Linked DNA regions of Mus musculus: all the other regions are linked to region 1. A link is a contact called in public HiCAR-type and promoter capture Hi-C data. All regions are on one chromosome and are shown on one strand. The core of a region is the stretch at or near the end of the contact, and the rest is flanking DNA. Distances in the headings are between cores, read along the strand shown.

Region 1 (3,684 bases), core at 493-2,992:
ATCTCAGGTCTTGTGAGGGATTGTATGGGCAAACATGGGAGAAGGTTTTCTTCTGCTAACCCAAGGGTCTGCCTCAGGGCCCACCCTCAGAGGGTTTCCAGGAAAGCTCGGTCTAGAATCTAGATCTCTAGACTTTGGCTTCTCTTTGGCTCCCCAGGTGACAATATGCCACATGTCAGCCAATGGCACTGAGATACTTTCCCATTCTATTAAAAGGCTCAGGCTGCCCCTCCATTAATAACACACCACGGACCATCTTCCCTTGGCCCCTGTTCATAAAGCCCCACCCTCCGCCAGACCCCTGTCACCTGGTCAGAAGCAGAAGCGAATAGTCCTGAAGAGCACAAACAGCGCTTCATTTGTCTCAAGGGGGTAAGGACAGCCTCCTGCGTTTTTCTGATTACAGGGCTTATGAAATACGGCTCTTTTAGGACGCTCCAGTTTTTACTCAGGATGTATATAGGTACGCATAGTTGGGAAAGCAGTTATTGCAAAGTTGCTCTTAGAAAGAGTAGATGCTGAAAATTATGAGGTCCTCTTTCTCAACATCCGCGTGGCCCCTGCTACTGAAAACTCGTCTCTTGATGCCAGCAGCTTTTTGCTGGATATAACCAGTACGCTTTTCTTTCAGGGTGCAGACTTATTTTAAATCACATTTAATTGTGTTTAGTTTTCGACCACGGCTCTCCCTTTCCCCAGTCCCTTTATGCACATAGGTCAAGGTTAGGAAGCTGTTTTACAAGAGTAATTGAAACAGAGGCCACAGCGGGGCAGCGCTGGGTACTGAGTCAGACTCCGTTCTTCCTGGCTGTAGGGGCTGCACAGCAGTTTAGTCTCCAAGATAGACACCGGAACTGCAATTCCTGGGCTATGAAGGAGTCAGTCTCTCAACTCTGTGTTTTCTATCAGATGGGCTCTGGGAGCTAAGGCTAGCCGGGTGTACTTGTATTCCGCTCGTTCTCCTCACCCTCTACTCCCAATGCAAACCGTATATGCTACTCTGTGTGTGTGTGTGTGTGTGTGTGTGTGCACACGCAAGCGCGCTCGCGCAACGGAAAAACCCTAGTAAGACACCACATCCTTTCTCCCACAAACAGAACCCTCCATGGACTCCAGGACCGCAGACTTTTAGAAAGCCAACAATGCCCCCTCCGGCATGGGTGCCTCCAGCCCCGCAGCTGTGCAGCCTTCTTTCCCATCTTTTCCTTTTTCCCCCGGCCCCGCCACGATCGGGATGCCACAGGCGATAATGTCCAAGAGAGGCCTACTTTGCATGGATGACCAGTGAAGGGTCCTGAGATGTGGAAGTCACAGAGAACCCGACAGCGGGCGCTCGGATGGAAGAATGGCGCCCTCCCCCGGCGATCTGTCTCTTCCCGCGTGGGCCCCCATTCCTTCCTCACGCCCACCCATCCCCGTAGCCCTTAGAGTCCCTGTGTTCAGAGAGGGGGCTGCGGACGCTGCGGATTTATGGTCAGGAAGCTGCGTTGACATTGAACTCCAGCTCGGGAACACGCGTGTGTGTCAACGGTGGGGAGGGGGGCGGGCTCGTAGCTGCTGGGAGCCAGCTCAGGCAGGGTGCAGAGCCCGGCTGGTCCCCGCCGCCGCCCGCGGGAGCTATGAGCGCTGAAGCCATTCATGATTTTGGTGACGTTATTCTAAGAGTGGGCGAGGAGAGGCGGGGCCGCTCGCCGACAAGCCCCGCCCCTCCCTTATAAATGCTGCTTCCCGGGCTCTTTGTGGGACCCGGAGATCGGTGGAGAGCGGAGAGCTTGGTCTGCACTGCCTACGCCGTTGGCAGCGAGGCTGTCTCCGGAAGGCGGACCGGCGCTAGCCCAGTACCCGCTCTCGGCTGCCCGCTGCTCTCCTCTGCGCCCCTGCCAATCTCATTCAGGACTCAGTGACTGGTTTTTTTTTGTTTGTTTGTTTGTTTTGTTTTGTTTTGTTTTTCTTAATCACAAGGGCGTGGGTCAGCCTCCCCTAGGACTTCATGTCTGTATATTTCCCCATTCACTGGTGAGTATCCTGCGCCTTTGGCGGCCGCCAGTTTAACCCGGGTGGCTGCGCAGCCCGGCAGCCTCCTAGTGCCGGCTCCGGGTACGAGGCCGGAGAGTGGCACGGACACCCAGTGCGGGTTAACCCGCCAGCCTCAGCCCCTGCAGGAGTCGACGTCAAGGTTGCAAAGCTGGAGGTTGGGGGAGGCGGTGCTGAGAGCATCCAGACAAAGGAAGTGAACTCGGAACCTTCACTTAAGTGGCGGCCAGAGGGCGTGGATATGGTGGCGTTGGGTGGGGAGAACCTGGGGTCCCACCTGAAGCCCCCTAAGGAAACCCTGTCCGCTGAGGGCCACAGGAGATGAGTCCTGCTTGGTGCAGGGGGCTCCGGTTTCCCGGGCCCCTCCCCTTCTCCTTTTTGTTTGCACGCAAGTCTCGGCGTCGAGGATGGCTGCAGAGGGGCCGAGCTGGTGCAGCCGCTGGGTTTGCAGAGCTTCTGGGGGAGGGAGGATGCTGGGGAGACGCTCTCCGCACAAACAAGCCACAAGCATCAGGGTGCAAACTACACCCTCACAACCCCTGCCCTCTCCGTTGTCCCTTAAATCCAACGCGCCTTTGTGGAGGGCCGGGGCTAGGAAGGAGCAAGCTCTCCCAGTGCCAGATTGGAAGAAGCCGGCCACTGCTGAGTCGGGGGCTGCAGAGATTTGCCTGCAGCCGGGGAAGATCGGGTGTGGAGGATCAGAGCCGAGAAGGATGGGGGACAGGCCCCTAGCTGCTGGGACGTGCGCGCCAGCTGCTTCTTCCTTCCTGCTGTGGTGTAGAGGAGGGGCGCTACAGGGAGGCGAGCACCCGTGGTCCTGGAGCGCGCTCGCAGGTGCCAGCCTTGGAGAGCCAGACCCGGGTCCAATGCAAGGTCTGAACCCGGGGAGAGCGGCGCTATTCTGCTTAGCCCAGGAACTCTGAAAGTTCGTGTTTCTCAGTTTAACTTTTTGGGCCCGCGCCACAGTTCCAAAAAGGAACAGACGCCGCTACAGGAGACGACGACCCTGGTCTTAACCCTGTAATGCTATTGACTCTCTTCTTTCAGGGATTGGAGGCAGCTTTTCCAGACTAGGGAGGAAATTGTTAAAGTCTAGCTTCTAACCCTAAACTTGCCCCCATGACAGTCACCCTTTCTTAGTCTCTCCTCCCCCTCCCAGTTTAACTGTGATTAGAGGGGCCAATGACTTTCAAAACAAAGTAAAAATCCCCTACACCTGAAGCTTGTGTACCCCCTCATGTGCAGACAAGTCAGTTGCCATATGGGTGAGGCTTTGAAGAGTGGTGGAGGCCTTGTGCTCCACCCCCAACCCCCCACCCCGCTCAAAATGTAGTAAGGTCGAGATGTTAGAAGCCCATGGGGACATTGGCCCCCCCACTCACCCATTAAGGTTTATGATTATTTTGTTAATTGGTACTTCCTACAACGTTTGCAACATTTTCCCCTTCGGACATAACCGTGAGATTATGCCTTATTAGCAATCATTTGCATCTTGGATATAAACAGGGCTCCCCGCAGCTCAGAGAGGTTCTATGATCTGTTAAAAATCACACAGTGGTGAGGGCAGCTTTTTCAGATCCCGGAGAAGATTATATATATATATATATATATATATATATATATATATATATATATATATACACACACAAG
Region 2 (3,684 bases), core at 525-3,024, 1.4 Mb after region 1:
TTCTAGGACATCCAGGGCTACATAGAAAAACCCTGTCTCAGAGAGAGAGAGAGAGAAAGAGAAAGAGAGAGAGAGAGAGAGAGAGAGAGAGAGAGAGATCCTCATTCAATCCCCAGCATACATGGTAGCTCACAACTGTCTGTAGCTCAAGTTCCGGCCTTCTGATGTACATATATACCCAGGCAGAACACCCATAAAGCAGTAAAAAGAAATATATAAACCGGGTTCGGTGCACACACCTTTACTCCCAACACCAAGAGGTGGAGGCTGGTGAATCTCGGTAAATTCAAGGCCAGCATGATCTACATAGTGAGTTCCAGGACAGCCAGAGCTAATGACACCCTATCTCAGGGGGAAAAAAATAGAAAAAATAAAAAAATATATATACATACATATAAACACACAAACACAGAGAGGAGGGAGGGAGGGAGAGAGAGACAGAAAAAGAGACAGAGAGAAGCAAAGAGAGACAGAGAGAGATCACACAAATATAAATACAATGCAATCCTTTTGTAAGAGTCAGTTCTAGGTCAGGCAGGACTGCTCAGTGTGTAAGGAGCTTGCTACCCCCACATCTAACCTGAGTTCCATCTCCAGAACCCACCTAAGGGTGGAAGCAAAAAACCTACTCTGTAAGGGTGCCCTCTGATCTCCACACACTAGTGCACATGCATGAGCGAGCGTGTGCATGCGCGCACACACCCACAAGTAATAATAATAATAATAATAATAAAATAAAAAAGAAAACATGTCTAAGCTTACTTTCCGCTGACCTTGAACAAGTTACTCAACTTTAAGCATTCTGGAGCTGAAGATACATTCAAATTAGCCTGGTATATATCTCACAAACAGCAAAGTGTTGAATAAATTCTAACACCTGTTTGTACAACTTCTTGGAAACGTGGTCCTGCCCTTTTTTTTTTTTTTTTTTTTTTAAACCAGAACTTAATCCCTCGAGTCTCCCATTCACACACAAATTTTCTCCGGGAAGCCTCCATTTTCCTAACCAAACCTTCCCAGCTCTGGTTCCGGGATCATCTAATCTTTCATTTACAAAGTACCTTTATTTTTAGCCAAGTATTAGCATGCTAGTAAAAAGAAGCCACTTATAATCTGATACTACGGAGAGATCGCGGCAGCAAAGAGTTCCCTCGTGCAGAGTAGCCTAGTAAACCGATCCTAAGTTTTCTCCAGCTCTCAAGAGACCCATAGATGCATGCGGCAGAGAAACTGAGCGAGTTACCTCAACGCTGTCTGTGAGCCCGTACTCAGAGTGAGGGTTTTCTGCAACCTAGAAAACAAAATACAGTCACAGAGAGAGACATCCGCCCGTCCCGCGCTGCCTCCCCGCACACCGCCACCCTGAACCCAGGGCCTCCTGGTACCTGTGTCTGTCCCTCCAGCATCTGCTCCGACTCCATGGCGGACCCTGCAAACCGCAATCAACCGGATACCAGTCTTGCAAAACAAGAAGAGCCGCGAGTTAGTTACCCGGGAGATTTCAAGTGGAAGACGCCAGGACCCGGTGCGGTGCAGCCCAGCCCGGGACCCCGCCCCTCACCCCCGCGGGCAGCAGACGCGCGGGCTGGGTCGGGCCACCGACTGGCCGTCCTCGTCGCATCGCGAGGCTCGGAGGTCGTCCCAAGGATGTAGCGGTGGGAGGAGGAGGACAGGGAAGCTGATTACCCGCGCCAAGGCTGTCGGTTCCTAAGTGCCCTGCACGGCGCCACCGACTCACAGCGCGAACCGCTTCGGCCGTAAGTGAGGGACGTCGCGCTGCCGCCGCGCCTGCGCAGAGCGGCCCCGCGGGCAGAAGTGCCCGAGCCCGCCTAAGTGGGCCTACGCCTCTGCGGTGCGCGGGGTGCCTGGCCACCTGCCGGCTCCACCCTGCCGTAGATCTTTCTCCTTTAGACAGTCCTTCGTGGCACCTGGAAGTGACGGTCCCCGAGGAACCGAGGCCACTCACTTGCTGAGCGATTCTTGCTCAGGCTTTACTAGGGGCTAGAGGGCATCCAGCGGTTGATTACTTGGCTAATCTTACAGGCGACTTAGGTTTGGTCTCCACCGCCCACATGGTGGCTCACAACTATCCCTAACTCCGGTTCCGGGGAGCTGACTCTCTCTTTTTATCTACGCAGGCACGAGGCACGCGTGTGCTCCGCGCACATTCAGGCAAAACACGCATATATACGTATACATACACACATATATAATTTTTTTAAGGCCAAAGGGAAACAAGGAGGAGTGTTTGGGAATTCTTGGGCGGCTTTTATTCAAGCCCTGCAGTCTATGAGGATACCACGTTCACACTATTCTACATTTATGTCTAGATTAGTTTTTTTTTTTTTTTTTAATTACTTTCCAGGGATAAGGAGTTCAGCTCATGGTCGAGCGCTTTCCTGGGATAACCAAGGATCTTGGTTCAATTTCTACAGAAGAAATGGCTTTCCAGACTGTAGTATTATGGATTCCAACCTGGGTTGTGTTTGCTTGTTTTTACATTTTAAAGCCAGGTGTCTGAAATCCCAGCATTTGGCTGACTGAGGTAAAGAGGGTCAAACGCCAGCCAGAGCTTCCTGAACGGGAGTTCCAGGAGAGCCTGCTTTCCTGTAATTATTGTAACTGTTGATGGATTAGGATTTCAAGGGTATGGAGAGGTTGGAATGCTGCAAATCTAGAGACACTAGTTAGTTGTCTTGAACCTAGTTAGCTCCCTAAATAGCCTTTAATACCCACCTCTGTCAGGGACCTAACTTCTTTACTAATACTTCTTACTAGTGAGTTTCTTGGAATGTTCAGACTCCTAGCTAACACCAAAATGTTTCCAAAAAGCCTTCAGTTGGCAGGGCAGTGGTGCTGCATGCCTTTAATCCCAGCATTTGGGAGGCAGAGGCAGGTGGATTTCTGAGTTAGAGGCCAGCCTGGTCTACAGAGTGAGTTCCAGGACAGCCAGGGATACACAGAGAAACCCTGTCTCAAGAAAAAGAAGGAGAGGGGGAGGGGGAGAAGAAGAAAAGAAGAAGAAGAAGAAGAAGAAGAAGAAGAAGAAGAAGAAGAAGAAGCCTTCAGCTGTCCCTACAATGATTATAGCTAAGATTTCCAGACTTTCCTACAACCCACACACCTAATGTACTTGAAAAGAGCTTTTGTGCTTGGTGTGGTGGTGAGAAAAGAGATGGTTTAGTCACTTTAAAAACAAAAACAAAAACAAAAACTTACTGCTCTTCCAGAGTTCAGTTCCCAGGCACACACCAGAAGTCCAACAACCACCCAGAACTCCCGAGATCTGACACCGTCTTCTGGCCTCTGTGAGCACTTGAACTCACTTGCACTTACACAGAAATGTGGTATATATACGAATACATAACTAAAAATAAACCTTAAAATGTACAATCTGCTTCCTACCTACAAGTTATAGATGTTAAGTAATAGCTTTGGGTTTTGAGAAACTAAGCTCTGCTGGGCAATAAAGAATTGTTGGGCCCCAGCCTGACCATTCAGTATGCCTGGTATCAAAAGCAAACTGCCTGACTTCAAACCACAAAGCAGCGCTGTACCTTCCCAATGGTACAACATGTAGTGTAGGTGCACACACAAGTCCCCAGCCCCTCTAAATGCCCACAGCCTTCATCCCACAGGAAAACGTGGGGCCCTCAATGCTCTACTGAAGCAGTCTAAGCCTGT
Region 3 (3,684 bases), core at 539-3,038, 1.4 Mb before region 1:
AGGACCTTTGGAAGAGCAGTCAGTGTTCTTAACCGCTGAGCCATCTCTCCAGCCCTGAGCCATCTTCTTCTTAGAGCCTTTTGAATACTGGAATTGTAGGGGTGTGTGTGTGACCACACCGAGCTATGTAGCACGTTCCCTTGGACACCTGCCCCCAAACTTGAGGAAATTATGTTATAGCTTATCACCAAAACAAATAAATCTGCTTCCATTTTATTACTACCTTTAGTATTTGGAAACATCTTAATAAATAATGAGTAATACCATGGTGCCTACTTAAACGGCTAATAACAAAGGAATAAGAGGAAAGCAAGCATTGACAATTATTTTATAGCACGCCCAGTAAAGAATCTGACTATGGGAATTGGAGAGACAACGAGCTAAAACCTAGCATCGTGTCCACTTTTATATTTCATTGCCCCCCTCCCCCTAATCCAGTACTACTGGGAGGAGACAGGAGTCACCAAGACATCACTTACACTTTTGTACTAACCATTTCTGGCACTTTTTTTTTTTCTCTAGACAGTAAAGTAAGCAGCTGAGAAGCACAGGGGAGGCACTTACGTTTGAGGGGTATAAAGGCCTGGCTTATTGAGGTCCAGGGTCCTTAACTCCTGCATAGAGAGGCGGCCAGCACCACAGGTGGAAACTGAACTGCGCTTCATTCTCGAAACCTAATTCAGGATTTCAGCGTTAGGAAAATGTTCCAGACTCAAGCAATTCAACGAGCAACAATTATTATCTTTATCCTCTAGTAGGAAAGCAACTAAGTTTGTTTCTGTACAACAATCGTTTCCTTGTATGCTATATTTATTTGTCCATGTAAACCGAAGTTCTTACAAAGAACACCTACGCAACTTCAAGTAGAAAAAAACGAGGCAGAAAAAAGAGGGGAAGATGGAGCTGAAAGTTTTGGGAGAAAAGGAGAGGGGACGACTGAGGAGAAGGAAAGTAGAGCAGAAGCACCTGGCCTGGAGAAGTTCTAAGGGGTCTCTTATATGGGGAAGATGGTAGTGTAGTGATAGATCTGCCCAATGTAGGCGCACAGCATGTATTCATATTAATTAAGTTGTGTTTTCATTGCCTGGGCTTATTTGGGTTGGAGATTTACTGCAACACCTTTCAACAAAGATAAACAATCCGGTTTACAACACAGGCTGCTCCCGCTTTTAAAACAAGTATCAAAATAATGTCTACGTTGGAGTCTGTCTTCATCTCTGCAGCATCAGACACTATGCACTCGGCCCTAGCTTCCACAGAGGGTTAGACAGATCGCATTTTTATTGTTGTTGTTTTGTCTTGAGCTAGGGGTGGAGAGTCAGACCCTTTAGCAAGCTGGGCTGAGCGCTGAGCACTGAGCCACACCCCTCCTTGTTTTGGTGGCTTGCGTTCAACCTAGTTTTACTCTCATGATTTCACTGGTTTCCAGTCATGTCCATACCAGGCTTTTAAGTTGCAGCATCAGCACGGGTACACAACACACCAATCAGCTTTCCCCCTGTCAGTCCCCACCTGTTAGCATCGCCTTCTCCCGCTACAAACGTTGCAGAGCCGGGCAGATCCCACCCCAGCTCCCTCGCAACAGTCAGCTCCAGCGCCGCGGACCATTTTAACACAGAGCTGATCCCATCTCAGCAGTTACCTTTCGCTCAGCTTCTCAACGAGACCCGGCGCCCAGCTTTCCGTAAACCGCACGACTGCACACGAAAACAGCCGCCCAAACCAGAGCGTCCGCTTCCGTCAACCCAAGGCGGTTTGAATTTTAAAGTTTCCGCCCGCGCTGACGTCAGGACTGCGACGGCGAGTACGCATGCGCGCTCGCTCAGCGCCCGCCCTCGTCGCCGGAAGTGTCCGCATCGGGGGCCAAGCGAGCTCTGGGCTCTTCCCAGGTCGTCGTTAGCGTCGGTGACCCGAAGGGAGTCCCGCCCTGTCCGGGAAGCTGGCATCTAGGACGAGTAGGGCTGTCCGGGCGGAGCGGCCCGAGCCCTCCTGGAATCAAGTTCCGTACAGCAATATGGCTGCGTCCTGGAAGTAGAAAGCGCGGGTTTGTCTCCGATAGGATGGAGGCCAGGACCCAAGCCTATGAGGCGGCGTGAGGTTCCTGACGTTAGGAGAGGCTGTCGAGTGTGGCGGTGGACGAGCCTGAGGGATATTTAACATCAGGCTTCCTCAAGTGCTCTGGATTCCCGCCGCCCAGCCTCGGAACAACAAGCAGGCGTTACTAGTTCCCGGATGGTGGTGGCCTGTCCCTGGGCTAAAGTGTAGATTCCTGGCTCTCGGCATTATTGTGCCGTTAGCTAGTTTTGAGCTAAGCAGTCCTTTTTTGAGTTTGAGGTTCCCTAGCGGTCACAGTGACTCCTCACTTTACGTCTCTACTGGGAAACCAAAATCTCAGGTATCACGAAGATCTCCATCACCAAATAGTAGTCAGCAGATATATTAGCAGGCATTATATTTCAGACTCTGTAAGCGGCAGTTCATTTACTTCTTGAAACTAATGGCATTAGAACATAAAAATGATCGTTTTAGTCGGGCGTTGTGGTACACACCTTTAATTTCCACGCTCTGGAAGCGGGGGTGGGGTGGGGGTAGGTTGTGGGGGAATCTCTGACCATCCTGGTTTACCTAGTGAGATCCGGGACAGCTAGAGCAACATAGACACTATATCAAAACAAAACAACCAACAAACCCAAGCAAAACCACCCCAAACAAAACCCACACGTACAAACAACTCCAAAAACTAAAGAGATAATTTTGAGGCTCAGTGAATTCAATGACTTTAGTTTGTATGTGGGGCAGGGTCCACACCCGAGAGAGTCTTGAATTTGAGGCCAGTTTGATGGACCTGGCATACACCAGGGCAACCTAGTGACTCTCTGTCTTTAAGAAACAAACACTATTCTGCAGTCAGTTGCATAAGAAATTTGACTATAAATGCTATTAGACGAGCCTTTAATTTATTTTTTATTCGGTTTTCTCTTAAGGTTTCCACTACATTATAATAAAGCTATATCCAGAAATGCAAAACATATCTTAAGTGAAGATAAAAATGTTCTGTAAAACCTAGTTACTGGAGTGTGGCTCAAACAGATTATAAATCTTGAAGTTTTGACCTAGCAAACTAGTTAAGTTGTGAACTTCTGATTACTATTCATGCTGCACTTGGTTTGGCTAGAGCACTCTTTTAATCTTACTGCCCTACAACTGATAAGGATTAGGTAGGGCAGGGATCTGAGAAATGGAGTGACTTCCTGTGGCAATTGTAGTTTGAAAGCACAACAGCTGTCTTTCCTTTCATTCCTGTGGCCCTCTCTAAATAGATTTATATCATTTAAAAAAGGGTAAATTCTTGTAGGTAATTACTATCCTTTGACTTGACAAGACACTCACCTTTTAAGGATTTAGTGACTTGAATACTTGGACCATGTGGACTCGTGCCTTGACTCAAGGACCAAAAAAGGACCATAGAGGGCACCCGAAGAAAGGAGGATCAAACTAAGAAGCATCTTTGGCTAAGTTGGCTGAAAAATTTGAATGACCAATTCTGAAATTAAAAGACATTTAAAGTATCGCATTTTTCCTTAAAGGTGGTATGTACACACTCACCTTGTATGTTTAAATATAAAACCTACTTGTGTGTACAAAGTACATCATCGATATACAGGACAGTAAGAACTTAATTAC
Region 4 (3,684 bases), core at 778-3,277, 1.4 Mb after region 1:
AATTCCAGTTAAAGGTATTATTTAATTCACCCAGATTTTAGGGAAAAAATGTAACTACCTGCCTATTTACTAATAAGTATCTACAGATAGGATTTTTTTTTTTACCAGATTAAAGACTACATCTTGTATGTAAGTAAACTCTAAGGAATTCTAAGACCAAAAGTGTGAACTATACCCAATTTTACTACCCATATATATGCTTAACAATCTAAAACTTCCCTAGAATATTTGCCCACATTCCAAAGCAAGCAACAACAAAAGCTTAAAACATTTGTAACAAATGCACAGGAACACAATAAATAAATGCTAAAAGATAGCCGTGAATGGGAACAATGTGACTTTCTAATTCTCCAAAACATACTGCGGAAAAAACCTTCTACTTAAAAATAAGCCAGGAGGTGGTGCCACACGCCTTTAATCCCAGCACTTGGGAGGCAGAGGCAGGCGGATTTCTGAGTTCAAGGCCAGCCTGGTCTACAAAGTGAGTTCCAGGACAGCCAGGGCTACACAGAGAAACGCTGTCTCGAAAAACCAAAACAACAACAACAACAACAACAAAAAAGCAGTATTAATAGTGCATTGATTATAAAGGGCAAACTCAGGAGCCAGAGACCTGACTTACACAATTCCTATTTTACCACAGGCCTAGTCTGGGGTGCAGCACTAAATTTCTGTTTCCCCATATACTGGCACAAGAACTGACATTCTCAGGTAGTGAGAACTGATTAAAAGTCTATGAAGTACTTCAGGACCATAAAATGTCATACTTATCTAACGCAAAAACTACAGCCACCTGTTAGCAGTAGTTCCAAACCCAACCATGTCATTCTTTTGTGTCTTAGCAGGGCAAATCCGCTGTGGACCAACAAGATGCATGTACTTCTGCAGCTGGTTGAACAATCTCAGGGAAAAAAAAAAAACTGCCTTCCAGATTTTCCGTTTTCCCAAAAGAATCATGTCACTATCCAACCCTAGTACTTGCAAAGGGAAATATGGTTAGGGCCAGTTGCTGAGAAGCACAGATGGCCTAGAGACCAACAGGAATCACGGAGGAACTTTTCTTTGTTACCAAAGCAGAAATGTGACCCCTGAAAATAATCTCAGAAAACAATCCTTGTGAAGAGAGTTGTACTGGAGGGAAACGGCCCTACCCTTTCTCACCCAAAGAACTACACATGGTTTTTTGAAGACAGTGCAGACAAAATTCTCTCAAAACGTAAGCTAAACTAGGCAGGTCGTCCAGCCCCGGCTCGGTGCTGAACACAGGATACCAAAGAGGTTGCTCAGGAAAAGTGCTGATGCCATCTCCAGCTGCCCCTAAATGACAGTAACAATGCAAACACTGACAAAAGACCTTGGAGGCCACCCAGAGCCCCTGCCTGGCAGCAGCTCTGCCCGAATCTCCACGTACAAAGCGACAAATCCCCCCGAGAGGCCCAGGTCTGACAGATCTTCCAAGCGAGAGAGACCAAGAGTAGCAACACGAGAGATAGGGTAGAAAAAGTACTGCCTGTCACTCCTTCCAGGGGCGCTGGGTGCCCCAAGGGTGGGAGCAAAAACTGCGGTCCCCTCGGCCAGCCTCTGGCAACGAGGACCGCGCCAACTCGTCCTTCCCCACCGCAGAGGCCGTCCGCGGAGCCGCGGAGCCCGCGCTCGCCCTGGCCGGGGCCGGCCGGCAACTCCTCGCCCAACTCCGCGGGCGCCAGGCCGCCTGCCCGAGCGCCGGGTGGGGGAGGCGGCGCGGCCCGGCCCCGATCCCTCGGCACGCGGTCAGCGCCCTCCGCCCGCCGCCCGAGTCCCCGCCCGCCGGGCCCCGGCTGCCCAGCTCGACCACCCCGGCGGCCTGGCGCCCTTACCTGAGGCGGTGTACCAGCTCCCGGCGTGGCTGGCTTCCCGGCAGACCACTCGGTTGGACATCTTGGTGCCTGTGCCGCCTATGGTGCACGAGGATGAATGAGGAGGCGGCGGCGGCGGCGGCTCCGCGAGGGGACGAGACGCCGCGGGCCCAGCCCAGGAGGAGGCGGCCGCGGGGAGGGGACCAGCCCGGCCCAGGAGGAGGAGGAGGAGGAGGAGGAAGAGGAGGAGATGGCAGCCAGGGCGGAGGGCGGCAACAATCACCACAAACTCCGCCGGCCGCCGGAAGATGGGGCCCACGGCGGCTTTACCCTAGCCGCGCGGCCGCGGAGTCGCCGCCGCCGCCGCCGCCCCTACCCCTGCCCGAGCTGCTTCCGCGAGCCGCCCCCCGGCCACGCCGCGCGCGGCCTGCCGAGCCTCCCGCTGACCCCACCCCCGTGACTCCGCGCCCTTCCCCACCGCCCCGCCCCGCCCCGCCCCCACCACCGAGGCCTCCCTCCCGCCGCGCGCCCGCCGGCCCCGCCCCGCCCCGCGCCTCCGCCCGCCGTGCCGCGCGCTCAACGGCGGAAGCGGGACCGGCCCCGCGCCATCCCGGGTCGGGAGGCCGCGAGCCGGAGGGCGGCGGCGATCGGTGCCACCTCCCCCCCAACACACACACACACAGCCCGGGGCCGGGGCCTGAACCCGGGAAAGGCAGAGCCTGGGGAGCCCACGCGTCCTTACTCGCCGCTCTACCGGGGCCGGCCCACTGAGCATGCCCAGCGCCGCGGCCGGGCCCGCCGAGGAGGCTCAGCGTGCACGCTCCGCTCTCCGGGGTTTAGCGCCAGCAGAGGCTGGGGGCAGGGCGCGGGGCGCAGGACGCAGCCGCGAGGCGGGGTGAGCCCCTTCCCCCCCCCCCCCCCCCAGCCGCCTGGCTTGTCCCCGTGCGCCGCTGGCTCAGCACACACAACACACACGCGATCGCTGCCTGCCGAGTCCCGTCGGGGTTCCCCCTTCCCCGGCGTCCTTGGTGGGGTTCCCACCCTCGGGGTATCGCCCAGGAATGCAAGTCTGGGGCCACGCCGCGAAGTTTCGCTGGCAGAGACATCGCGCTGCGAGGCGTACTGGGATGGGAGAATATGGGGGGGTGGAGGACCGACCCTGTCAAAATGTAACCTTCGCTTCCCAGGCTCGCCCCTTACGACCTAATGTCTTCGACACAGTTAAATTTACTAATTGTATTTTAGGTATAACTGCAATGTGGCAAAGATTGTCTCAGTTATTTCCTACTGTGTTAAATGGGGGTGACGTTCGTGAGGGAGGGGTACCAAGGATTATGAGTTAATGCGTATGAGGAACCAGACGGGGTAAGGAATACTACAAATGTCACCCTTCACTTATAAAATCCCAGTATTCCACGTAAGTATTCCACGCAGCAAAAGAATTCCTTTACCAGTTGGGTAGAATCACAAAGGAAGTGGTTTGTTTGGCTTTGAAGTGCTGGATTCCAAAACCCAGGAAGTGTAACAGTTCCCCAACTCCCAGAAAGTATTTGGGAAAGAAATCATACACCGGGTATATCTTAGTTTCACATTAAACTAGATCCTGGAGAAGTCCAAAGTAGATGTCTAGCTGCCTAACCAAGTTCGGCGTTCCTTAATGCTGTAACAGTATACTTTTTGTTTGGTTGGGGTTTTTGCCAAGTTCTCAAGTGTTATGAGAAAAGCTCTACAGTTAATTTCAATGGCAAGAAAAAGGTAAATTGCCGCTTTCTCCCAAGAGTTTGTGTTGCTTACCAAACTTAGCAAAGACCCTAATGAATAAAATACAACTTCTTGCGCCAGAGAAATG
Region 5 (3,684 bases), core at 528-3,027, 1.3 Mb before region 1:
AATCTTGAAATCAGAGTAGCTGTGATTATTCAACTGAGACCCCCAAAAATCCCATGGATGGCCTATTCACCTTCCCTCCTTGAAGTGGGGCAGGGGGTGTGTGTTTTAGCCACCAACTCCTGCTCACCCACCCAAACCAGCCAACTTCCCCGCCTCCCCATGGCAGTTTCACATGGTCTTAGGGTGGCACAGCTTACAAGAGGTAGGTTTACTGGGTTTGGGACTCCAGGGCTGTGACTTTAGGAAGGAGTCATCCATGGTTGGATGGGGCTTTTCCAGACTCCTTGGCATGTCTACACAGCAGTACTGAACTCAATAATCACACTGGCTTTAACCCCAATAACCAAACAAACTGGACTTGGATGGAATGGTCTGTTGGTGTCCTAACTGAGGTGAATAGCCATTTATGTGCCGCTCCCTGAGGAAAGGAATGCAGGGCTTTTGGTGCAGTCTAGGCAAGCCTTCTACTACTAAGTTACATCCCTAACCCTAATACAAATATGTATGCGATAATGGATTTCCAGTAACATTCCTTATTAAGTATCATTATTAAAATACTGCCACAGGGCCTGCGAGATGGCTCAGCCAGTAGACACGAAGGCAAGCCTGGTAACCCGAATTTATTCCAGGATCCCAGGTGGCAGAAGAGACTCTGGGAGAGTTACCCTCTGACCTCCACACTGTTTGCAAGTTCTCATTCAGGGCCCACTCCCCAAATATTAAAAACAAAAAAATATGGTATTATTACAATGGTACTACAAAATGTACCCCCAAACAGTTCAACATCCTAAGATCAATACCCATACGCTTCAGAGCTGTGGGGAACAAACAGGTACGTCTCTGTTTAGCGAGTCCATACCATTCTGCTAGTAAACTGGCATAATCTTCATTTTAGATAAGGGAGTGGCAAATATCAAATGTAAATTCTGTTTCCTTCTAAAATTATCAGTACCTGAACATGTTTAAAAATCCAACATGCTGAAAAACTCCAAAGGTCGGTGATGAGAACATTCATCGGACTGTGGTAGTGCGCCGTCCGTCCTCGCCCTTCCTGGAACCCACACACACCTAATTCCCATGACAATACTTTTGGGATAGGTTCCGGCGTTCCCTCTTCCATCAATATACAGAGTCCTCCAAAGGTGGCCTCCGCAGAGAACTCTTACCGGGAAAACATGTCAGGATCTGGCCAGGATACTTGTCCTCGATCTCCCTGAACGCAATCGCTCCCCAGTTACTATTAAAGTGTCCGACGTTGCAGAGTAGGACTAATTTCTTTAATTGTGATTCTCTCTTTCCCGCCAGAGCTTTAATAAGCATCCCCGACTGAAAAGAGTCCTCTGGAAAGGGACCAGGAGGAGGCAGCGCGAAGCTCTCCGGGCTCGGTAGCCACTCGTGTCCAGCACGCGATCCTCGGAGTCATATCCTGTAGGGTCTCAGTGGCCCTGCTCTCCGCTCTGGTCCTCCGGATCTCGAGGGGGTAACTCCTCCCTCGAAGTTCCCAGCCCGAGCCTTTCCACATACTAGAGACAACCGGGTCCCGACGATCCGGACGCGGGCAGCACGGGAAGGGAACGACCGGTGCACGCGCTCTCCAACTCGCGTGTCCCCAGGCAAGGACCCGCAACCCCGGGAAATGAGCTCGCTCACGAGGCACCGACCCAAAGTCAAGCAGGAATGAATCGGCTCTGAGCTCTGATCGCCTCTCGGGCGCCTCAACCTCACAAGGAAGAACCACGTCGTCCTTAGAGAGCCTGACGTCCGGAGCAGGTGCTGTCGCACACGTGTGACGTAGCCACCGCCGTGCCCTTTGCCCGGTTTTGGGGTAGTGCAGGCTGTGGGCTCCCCCGCGTCGCCGACAGAGTGCGTCACCGCCTTGGCGTCCAGCACATGCGGTGGCCCGAGCTTAGGGCTCGTTGGCCTCCGGGCTAAAATCCTGGCTTTCCGCGAGTGGCAAAAGCACAGAGTTTACTTACTGCTCACCAATCTCCGCTAGCCGCCCAGGGACAGGAAGACCCGGGAAGACTAGACGTGGAACCTGGACAGTCTTAACCAGGTTTAAGTCACTAGTGGTGGTGGACAGGACCGTCACCCATCATCCCCAAGAGTCCAAAGTCATCTAGCCCAGAAAAATCGTTGGTCAGGCGTCATAGGACGCACTGCTTGCTGACCCGCACACCTTGCTCATAACTGGGAGGTCTATTTCGAATGGCTAGGGACTCTCTGGTCAGCCTCAGCCCGAGGTCTAGAGTGTTCACAAAGGTAGAGTAAGGTGGCAGTAGCCACCGGGGGTATAGCTCAGTGGTAGAGCATTTGACTGCAGATCAAGAGGTCCCTGGTTCAAATCCAGGTGCCCCCTTCCTATAATTTTGGTGGCACATTCCAGCACTTGGGAGGCAGAACCAACCTAATTTACATAGTGGGTTACAGGATAGCCAGAGACTATCCGATGGCTAAGCTACAAAATAAACAGGAAAAAAAAAAAAAAAAAAATCAACACAACTGTTTTAACCACCCCGCCTACCCAAATAAACACTTCTTTTCCTGTGCGCCACCACTGCCCAGCAATAAACACTTCCTAAAATTGAAGTTAGCCGGGTGTGGTGGCGCATGCCTTTAATCCCAGCACTCGGGAGGCAGAGGCAGGCGAATTTCTGAATTCGAAGCCAGCCTGGTCTACAGAGTGAGCTTCAGGTAGCCAGGGCTACACAGAGAAACCCTGTCTCAAAAAACAAATAAAATTTGTACAACAGCACATCTGTCTCAAAAAACCAAAAACAAACAAACAAAAAAACTGAAGTTACCTTTTGCACTCAAAGTTAAATATCATTAGCCTGCCTATAAGTTTATTGAGAATCAGACAGTACCATGCACATATATTGAAAATTTGCAATTCAGTTAGAAATCAGTATTTATGACCTACTATACAAAGAAGATTAAACGACGTCAGCAAGTCCCCTGACAAGGTAGCTGAGAAATGGGATGGTGGGATTTCTAACTAGGTTGACCACGTTCAGCAGCTCTTGTTGATGGTACCATACACCTTTCTAAAGACTAAGGAATGGTGGGGTGATAGCTGGGTGTGTAAAAAGTGCTTGCTTTGCAAGAACTGGGATCTGAGTTTGATTTCCAGAACTCATGTTTAAAAGGGGGACAGCAAGATGGCTCAGCAGATAAAGGTACGTGCCAAAGAGATTGATGACTAGATATCTATGGTAGGATTCCAGTGGAAAAGCAGACTTTCCTCTGATACCCACACATATTTTGTTGCATTCATTTCCCTCCCTCCACTATTTCTTTTAAGTCAGGGCATGATGGCGCATATTTACATACACAACTCTGATCCCAGGGAAGCAGAAACAGGCAGATCTCCCAGCACAGCCTCCATTTCAGGAGACTTTCTATTTTCCATTACTAACACTGTGGCGGGATTGTTTGGCCACAGTGTCTGTCTCCTAGGCTTCATTATGCTTTGGGGTTCGGAGAATAGATCTCTCTTATCCCAGATTGTATCCCTGAAATCCTAGCATGAGCCCTGAAGGAACGGATAAAGGAAAGACGCAAAACAAAGCCATAGTACTTTTTCCCTTGCTGGCAAAGTACATTTGCTTGTGATGCCGCTTAAAATATGAAAACAGATCAATGCTCAGAGACAGGGAGAACAGAGCTCACAAAGTCACTTAA
Region 6 (3,684 bases), core at 803-3,302, 1.3 Mb before region 1:
CCACTATGTTCATAGCAGCCTTATTTATTATAGCCAGAAGAAACTGGAAACAACCCAGTTGTTCCTCAAGAGAGGAAAAGATACAGAAAATATGGTACATTTACACAATGGAGTACTACTCAGCCATTAAAAAACAATGACTTCATGAAATTCACAGGCAAATGATTGGAACTAGAAAATATCACCCTGAGTGAGGTAACACAGTCACAAAAGAACACACATGGTATATACTCATTGATAAGTGGATATTAGGAAAAAAGCCCAGAATACCCATGATATGACTTACAGACCATATGAAGGTCAAGAAGAACGAAGACCAAAGTGTGGATGCTTCAGTCCTACTTAGAAGGGGGAACAAAATAATCATGGGAGGTAGAGGGTGAGTGAGACTTGGGAGGAATGTAGGAGGGGAAGAGGAAAAGAGGGGGGGTGCAGGAACAGGTGTGGGAGGAGCAGGGGAGATCTATAGAGGGTAAGGAAATTGAACATAGGCATGTAGCAACGGGGATGGGTAGCTAACAGAAAGTCCCAGACGCTAGGAAAGCAAGAGGTTTACAGGACCCAAGGGGGATGACTTTAGCTGAATTACCCAACAAAGGGGAGAGAGAACCTGTATCCAGAGGTTAGGCACGGTCCCTGGTTGAGAGATGGGGCCATTAACCCTTCTCAAAATTTTAACCCAGAATTGCTCCTGTTTAAAGGAAATACATGGACAAAGAGTGGAGCAGAGACTAAAGGAAAGGCCTTCCAGAGACTGCCCCACCTGGAGATCCATCCCATATACAGCCACCAAACCTAAATACTATTGCTGATGCCAGGAAGTGCTTGCTGATAGGAGCCTGATATGGATGTCTCCTGAGAGGCTCTTGCAGCCCCATTGGAAGAACAACATCAACCAACCAGTACCATCAGAGCTCCCAGAGACTAAACCATCAACCAAAGAGTACACAGGAGGGACCCATGGCTCCAGCTGCATATGTAGCAGAGGATGGCCTTGTTTGTCGTCAAAGGGAGTGGAGGCCCTTGGTCCTGTGAAGACATGATGCCCCGGCGTAGGGGAATGCTAGAGTGGTGGGGCGGGAGTGTGCATGTGGGTGAGGAAGCAGCCTGGGGGAGGTGGGTAGGATGGGGGTTCTAGGAGAGGAAACCCGGGGGGGGGGTAACATTTGAAATTTAAATAAACAAAATAACCAATAATTAAAAAAAAAGAACCAATAAAATAAGGAAAAAATTTCTTCTATCTATCTATCATTTATCTTTTGGAGACAGTTTCCCTATAGTCCTCGATGTTATAGAATTCAGTTTCTAGACCGTGCCTGCGTCTGCCTCAGATAGAGTGCTGGGATTAAAAGGCACACATCCAGATGGGAATATATGTTTGGTTTCTCTTTTCTTTTTTTTTTTTTTTCTTTTGTGTGTGTGTGTGTGTGTGTGTGTGTGTTGTTTTTTGTTTTTTGAGACAGGGTTTCTCTGTATAGCCCTGGCTGTCCTGGAACTCACTCTGTAGACCAGGCTGGCCTCGAACTCAAAAATCCGCCTGCCTCTGCCTCCCAAGTGCTGGGATTAAAGGCGTGAGGCACCACCGCCCGGATTCTTTATTTACACCCAACTTGACCTCCTCTCTTGTCCAATAGTATCTCTGTGTGTTAACACAGATAAAAGAGGCATCTTGTTTCTTCAAGCCCCAACTCTAACTTTGATAGAACTATGATTGGATAATTATTGTACGTACATGGCCACGTCCTCGAAGAGACTAAAGAAACATGGAAACAGCTGTTACAATCTCGGAGATGTAAGTAAATATTTCTTTTAAACATTTCGTCTAGTTGTTTCATAGGACGTAGTTTTAAAAGAAGGATCTGGCTCGGTAGTATGCAAATCACTTCCCCTCGCGCTTCCTTCGCAGGACAAGTTAAGAAGGACCCCACTGAGCCACCGTCCACAGGGTGGGCCCGGCTAAACGCTGGCCTGCGTCACGACCAGCCACTTCTTGGGCTCTCAGCGTTCCCTCCGCCCCACTTCCTCCCTGCAGGCCCCACCCCGCGCCGGTGCGCCTGCGCCCGGGCGAACACGTGGCTGCCGCGGAGCCAGAGCAGCAATGGCGGCCGGAGGCGGCGGTAGCTACGACCCCTTGGCCCCGGCGGGGGTCCCCTGCGCCTTCTCGCCGGACAGTCAAGCCTACTTCGCTTTAGCCTCTAGTGACGGTCAGCTGCGAGTATGGGAGACCGCCAACAACCGGCTGCACCAGGAGTACGTGCCTTCCGCGCACCTCAGCGGTACCTGCACCTGCCTGGCCTGGGCGCCAGCACGGCTGCAGGCCAAGGTAGGATGAGCGGGGACGGCGACGGGGACGGGGACCTCCTGCCGGGCTGCGGCATCCCGGGCCGGGCGGCGAGGCGCGTGGCACCCCTGGCGCGCGTGGCCCGGGGCGTCCCGGGAGAGAGGAGGCGCGGAGCCGGGCCGGCGGCGCGCTTGGGCCGGCGCCGCGGCTGCAAAGTGCGGCCTGGCCCGAGGGGGGCTGCGGGAGGGTGCGGCCCGATCCCGCGGTCTCCACGAGGTCTGCACCCCGGCTGCTTCTGGGCCGCCATGTTCATCGAAGCCTCTGCTCCCCCGGGGGGCGGCCTCAGACTTCCCAGGCCTGGGTCCCCATCAGAGCTACCCGGTGCGCACTTTAGGACCGTCTCGCGCTTCCGCATCCCGGACCCCGGTATTGGTTTTGCTTTGGGCACTTGGAATGCGCACGTCTAGGTTAAGTTCCTTCCGGGAGCCCCTTCCCTCGGCTCGGATGCGTGTTCAACACGTGTTCCCTTCTGCCTCTAGGTTGTGGGATTCGTCGTCCCACAAACTCTTTTCCATTTCTAAGTTCCCTTCTTTCTCAGCGGAGGTACAGTGAAATAGAGTAGGGCATATGATGTAGGTCCTGGTGATTTTTTTTTTTTCTCTCGTAGTTGGGAAACTGCTTAGTTAGGGAATCCTTTTCGCTGTCAGGTAAATGCTGCTCACTGTTGACTCACCCGGTTAGATCTCGGCACGCACGTGGTTAGGCAGTCGGCAGGCAAAAATCTGGAACCGGTGTAAAAGGTATCCTAAAATATGTGACGTTTTGCTGTCACTGATGTTAAAGTTGTTGGGATAGCTTACTCCTTCCCATCCCAAGAGTAAACTTTCACATAAATTTATTTTATCTAAGTTGCTATACTCTGTGTGACAGTGGTTAGCTACTTACCGGATTCCAGCTTTTCTTGGTGACAAAGAGCAGATATGAGGCCCTATAAGTCAAACATAATCAGATTTGTGAAAGTTATGTAATTGTCAGCATTAGAGCTGCTGCACTTTTTTTTTTAACTTTATACAGTTTTCTTTTTAACTTAACAGTCCTGTAAAGTGGTGAGAGTACTTACTAACACTCAGAAATACAGAGAGAGCAGTTAGCTAAGTGCTTGTAGCCAGGCTGTAAAAGTAGGAGTCCAGCCTCTGTAATAATTGTGTTTTTTGTTCCCTACTTATAACATGAGGATAATCACTTAGAATAGTGTATAGCGCCTTAAGTGAAGTGCTAATTACTAGTGGTATTAGTATCTTGTATTTTTGTCCTTAGTCCACAAGGTATGTCAAAGCAAGCAATTTCAATAAAGGCCAACAGGAACTAGACTCGGAACTCGTGTCTTTGAAGTTCTTGGTTGT
Region 7 (3,684 bases), core at 859-3,358, 1.3 Mb after region 1:
TCTGCTCAGTAGTTGGAAAATGACTTGGTTTTTATATTCAGGAGAGTTTCCAAGATGTAAGTACTGACAGAGTCGAACTTAATCTTACTTAGCCTCATAGTTGCTGGTCCTACTGCCCTTTCTTTCTTTGCTACTATTTCTAAAAATTCCTATTTATTTCCTATAATTCCTCATTAGCATTTAAAAAAATTTAGTCCCTAGAATTCCCAGTATGCAGTCAAGCTTCAAACACACCTCACAGATAACAAATATCTCTCATCCTCACTTTGTGGTATTTTCAGGCATTTTATTAATACATGTGCTATGATGAAAGCCATTTTTAATGATTCCAGCATTCTTTCTTCTTTGTGTACATTTAAACTTTCTTCTGGCATCACATCCTGTTGGAAAACCTTCCTTAAGAAACAAAATGGTTAGGGGTGGGCATATGCTGTGGTCACATGGAGATCAAAAGGCATCTAGCAAAAGTCAGTTGTTTCCAACATGTGCCTTCTGGGAGGTCACTCAGGTCTTCAGGCTTGGCTTCGAGTGCCCTTTCTTACCAAACCATTTTAGCAGCTCCTTCCTTTCCTTTATCTATTTATCTAGAAAAGTCTCCCCAAAAAAAAAAAAAAAAGTATATCTATTTCTTCCCCCTTTACTGTTCAGTACAGATAAACCCATATTTAAGGTGTTTTTTCTTTTCACATTTATTTTTATGTGTATGGTGTTTAGCCTCCATGTAGGTCTGTGTATCATCTGTATGCCTGATGCCCACAAAGGACAGAAAAGGAAGTTTAAGCTCCTATAACAAGTTACAAAGTGTCACAAAATACTATATGGGTGCTGGGAATCAAAGCCAAGTCCTATGGAAGAGCAGTAAGTGCTCTTAACTGCTGGGACATTTCTCCAGTTCCAAATTACTTTTTAATTGTACAGTGGTGGGGAGCAATATGTACTCAACAAAAATACCTCAGGTTTTCACCCTTCGCAGGCTAGTGGTGTGTAATATGACATTCTCTCATGACCAACCCTGTGGCTCATTTTAAGTATTATGAATGTATGTACTTTTCAAACGTGCAAAAGATGTTTCCCAAAGCAGTAAATAAATACATAAATGAGTGTATATTTATTACTGTCATGTATCTCATTGGGTAATTGCAAAGTAAATTTAGTAAGATGTTAGTACTTAGTACAGTGGTATGCACCTATAGTCCCCAGTGACTTCATAGGCTAAGCCTAGAAATTCAAGACCAGGCTGAAAATGAAGTAAGACCATGTCTGAAAAATAAAAATAAAAAATACAATGCTTAAAATGGAGGAAATCCAAACACTGACATTTTCTCATAAAACTAACCATATGCCTGTAATACAACTGGGGGAGATAAATTGCTTGCTACCTAAGAATTGAGACCTGAGCTTAATCCCTAGAGCCCACAGGAAAAGCATGATGGCTCTTGTTTGTAATCACAGAGCTGGGGGGTAGAAAGAGGCAGCCCCCTGGACATCATTCCAGCTCCCAGAGATCCGATTCAAATCATGAGGTGGGCAGGTCTTGATGAATGACACCCAAGGTTGATCTCTGCCAGCCACAAGCAGCAGTCCACACACAGGTACACCCCCCACACACAGATACACACAAAAACAAGACACAGACACAAATAATAATACAATATAGGAATGTCCTTTCAAAGTATTTTACCAAATAAATTAAAACACATAAAAAAGTGCTAAATATGGATTTATATAATAGCTTTAATCACAAATATGAAATTTGGAAGCAATTAAGGTACATCAATAGGTGTGTGGATAATTGATAACTGAAATAAAAATATAGAATGGATTATTCAGCACTAAAAAAAGAAGAAGAAATTAACTACCAATCATATGTTAGTATAGGAAAGCAGCCCGTCTGAGAAGGCTTGCATGCTGTACAGCATTCCGAGGGCATTCTGGGAAAGTAAAGAATCAGACAAACACTCAAAATGAACAGTGTCGGCCCAGGGCCAAATCTTTTTGCATCAATCACCATTCTTGTCATTTACATCTAAGCTTTATTTCCTTCCTATGTGTGGGACCCTACACCAAGCACACAACCGTAAAGACATGACCACAATGAATGGGCAGCTTGCCAAACACAGACACCATGCCTGCCCACTATCCCAATATACACAGTGCTGAATGACTAGCTCATCAAATGCACGGTGGATGCAAAGTCCCTCTGCAAAGAAGTTAGTTCTCTTTTCGAGAACTGATTTAAAACCAATGAAACTACATCACAGGCAAGAGGCATAACCTATCCAAAAATAAGGTTCAAAAAGAACATTGTTCTTTAAGGATAGGAGGCCACAGTTAAAGATGGAAACAAAACAGAAGCTGTATCTCTTCTGATCTGGGATAAAAGAAATCCAGATCGAAATACTGTTTTAGGCTCACAAAATTTGTCGTAGTACACACAAAACAATCTCATTCAAAAATAATCTTTAAAACGATTTTATTAGTAATTGTAGAAGCATACAACATAGTTACATGTTTATAAACATTTCTACAAAAATTATTCTTTAAAAAGCTTTGACAAAACATTAAAATATAATTAACTGTAAGGAATAAAACCCAGCACATTAAAAAAACATTATTTCCTTAGGAGACAGAGGCAGATGGATCTAAGTTCAAGGCCAGCCTGGTCTATAGATCAAGTTCCAGAATAGCCAGGGCTACACAGAGAAACCCTGTCTCAAAAAATCAAAATAAATAAATAAGTAAATAGCCACATTATTTTTTCCTCTCCAATTCATTTATTAAATCCAGTACTCTGTTGAATGGGTAGGACTATTTAAAATGACAATCAGTCTCACACACACACACACACACACACACACACACCCCACACCCCTACCCACACAGAGATGAACTTCCACTAGAATGGTGGACAACAGGGCTGTTCTCCTGGGAGAAAGAACTGAAAGTCAAAGTCATGAGTGCCAACTAAAAGCATGAAGTTCAATTGCATACTTGAGTTTTTCTCTTTCCTGTATTTCAAAGCAAAGAGAAAAACAGAAACAAAGGTGAGAAAGGAAAGGGGAAGAGGGATACAGATTTGGCGGGAATGGGAAGCACTGTACTATAAGAGAGAATGTATAGCAAACTCACACACAGGAAAGCCATGTGGGCATCTGATCTCCTGAGTTGTCAGGGCCACTCTACTAAGTCACTAAGGACATCAAAGGACAAGTGAATTACCTACTCTCAGAAACCAGACTGGAAGCTAGCTTTACAAGCAAAGTGGCAGCTTCCTCAAGCAGCCTCTTCAAGATTATAAAAGCAGGCTTCTGCTCTTGTTTCAGGAGTCTTTTGTATCCAAGGGCAAAACACATCAGAGAGGGAAGGAGAATGACAGCAGCTGTTTTTATTTTTCAGTAGTGTTCCCAGTGCTAAAGGAAATGTCTTTAACTTTATCAGGTAATGGGGCATCCTTCACAGCATTTTAACCAGCAAGACTACCACCGATTACCTGTGACAATTAATTTAAAAGAGGGGTGCTAAGACATGTTTCTTGATATTTTCATGGTCCTGAATATAAAATCACTCCACTGCTATTTTCCTAGGGATACACAATTTAATTGGTCCTGCTTTTTTAAAAACACAACACAAGACAATCCTCCTGTTTTATCATGTTACTGTGAGAGTGCTGACCAAATGAGTGTA

The links. Promoter capture Hi-C pulls out the DNA fragments that hold promoters and counts their contacts. HiCAR-type assays count read pairs that join an accessible place to other places.
Region 2: a contact with region 1 is called in a promoter capture Hi-C map of pre-B cells, with 5 times the contacts expected there. The contact joins the promoter of Dpy30 here to the promoter of Lbh in region 1. A contact is called at or near these places in 4 of 39 promoter capture datasets (the HPC-7 cell line, liver and pre-B cells), 1 of 484 Hi-C or Micro-C datasets (B cells) and 1 of 115 datasets of contacts at active chromatin or transcription factors (embryonic stem cells).
Region 3: a contact with region 1 is called in a HiCAR-type map of astrocytes, with 6 times the contacts expected there. The contact joins the promoter of Ndc80 here to the promoter of Lbh in region 1. A contact is called at or near these places in 4 of 39 promoter capture datasets (hippocampal neurons, liver and pre-B cells), 4 of 115 datasets of contacts at active chromatin or transcription factors (astrocytes, embryonic forebrain, large pre-B cells and 1 more) and 1 of 9 other capture datasets (liver).
Region 4: a contact with region 1 is called in a promoter capture Hi-C map of pre-B cells, with 4 times the contacts expected there. The contact joins the promoter of Memo1 here to the promoter of Lbh in region 1. A contact is called at or near these places in 3 of 39 promoter capture datasets (cranial neural crest, hippocampal neurons and pre-B cells), 5 of 115 datasets of contacts at active chromatin or transcription factors (astrocytes, double positive thymocytes, embryonic stem cells and 2 more) and 1 of 9 other capture datasets (embryonic stem cells).
Region 5: a HiCAR-type map of astrocytes shows a contact between it and region 1, with 3 times the contacts expected there. The contact joins the promoter of Trmt61b here to the promoter of Lbh in region 1. A contact is called at or near these places in 1 of 484 Hi-C or Micro-C datasets (CD8 T cells) and 3 of 115 datasets of contacts at active chromatin or transcription factors (astrocytes, embryonic forebrain and pro-B cells).
Region 6: a HiCAR-type map of astrocytes shows a contact between it and region 1, with 5 times the contacts expected there. The contact joins the promoter of Wdr43 here to the promoter of Lbh in region 1. A contact is called at or near these places in 5 of 39 promoter capture datasets (the 3T3-L1 cell line, frontonasal cranial neural crest, hippocampal neurons and 2 more), 3 of 115 datasets of contacts at active chromatin or transcription factors (astrocytes, embryonic forebrain and large pre-B cells) and 1 of 9 other capture datasets (macrophages).
Region 7: a contact with region 1 is called in a promoter capture Hi-C map of pre-B cells, with 4 times the contacts expected there. The contact joins the enhancer-like site here to the promoter of Lbh in region 1. A contact is called at or near these places in 4 of 39 promoter capture datasets (hippocampal neurons, liver, pre-B cells and 1 more) and 1 of 115 datasets of contacts at active chromatin or transcription factors (large pre-B cells).

Annotation. Positions count from the first base shown.
Region 1 is chr17:72,916,563-72,920,246 of GRCm38.p6, forward strand. Lbh (limb-bud and heart) reads left to right here and starts at 1,743. Exons shown (of 3, transcript NM_029999.4): 1 at 1,743-2,016. The coding sequence starts at 1,991. It overlaps Gm30375 (predicted gene, 30375), which reads right to left and starts at 1,593. Exons shown (of 2, transcript NR_168598.1): 1 at 1-1,593.
Region 2 is chr17:74,314,659-74,318,342 of GRCm38.p6, forward strand. It overlaps Dpy30 (dpy-30, histone methyltransferase complex regulatory subunit), which reads right to left and starts at 1,775. Exons shown (of 5, transcript NM_001146223.1): 1 at 1,687-1,775; 2 at 1,386-1,458; 3 at 1,244-1,291. The coding sequence starts at 1,421.
Region 3 is chr17:71,525,069-71,528,752 of GRCm38.p6, forward strand. Ndc80 (NDC80 kinetochore complex component) reads right to left here and starts at 1,789. Exons shown (of 17, transcript NM_023294.2): 1 at 1,643-1,789; 2 at 565-674. The coding sequence starts at 665. It also overlaps a transcript of Spdya not described here.
Region 4 is chr17:74,292,836-74,296,519 of GRCm38.p6, forward strand. It overlaps Memo1 (mediator of cell motility 1), which reads right to left and starts at 2,028. Exons shown (of 9, transcript NM_133771.2): 1 at 1,857-2,028. The coding sequence starts at 1,917.
Region 5 is chr17:71,596,984-71,600,667 of GRCm38.p6, forward strand. It overlaps Trmt61b (tRNA methyltransferase 61B), which reads right to left and starts at 1,778. Exons shown (of 6, transcript NR_027952.1): 1 at 953-1,778. It overlaps n-TCgca52 (a tRNA gene), which reads left to right and starts at 2,288; the gene lies at 2,288-2,359.
Region 6 is chr17:71,614,163-71,617,846 of GRCm38.p6, forward strand. Wdr43 (WD repeat domain 43) reads left to right here and starts at 2,053. Exons shown (of 18, transcript NM_175639.1): 1 at 2,053-2,323. The coding sequence starts at 2,099.
Region 7 is chr17:74,184,308-74,187,991 of GRCm38.p6, forward strand. It overlaps a transcript of Memo1 not described here. Among named protein-coding and RNA genes, the nearest start is that of Gm52299, 90 kb to the right of the region's middle. Within about 2 kb of position 2,109, at least 22 of the 459 cell types and tissues checked have an H3K27ac peak or open chromatin away from gene starts, as enhancers often do. A contact at or near this core is called in pre-B cells, where this site is marked.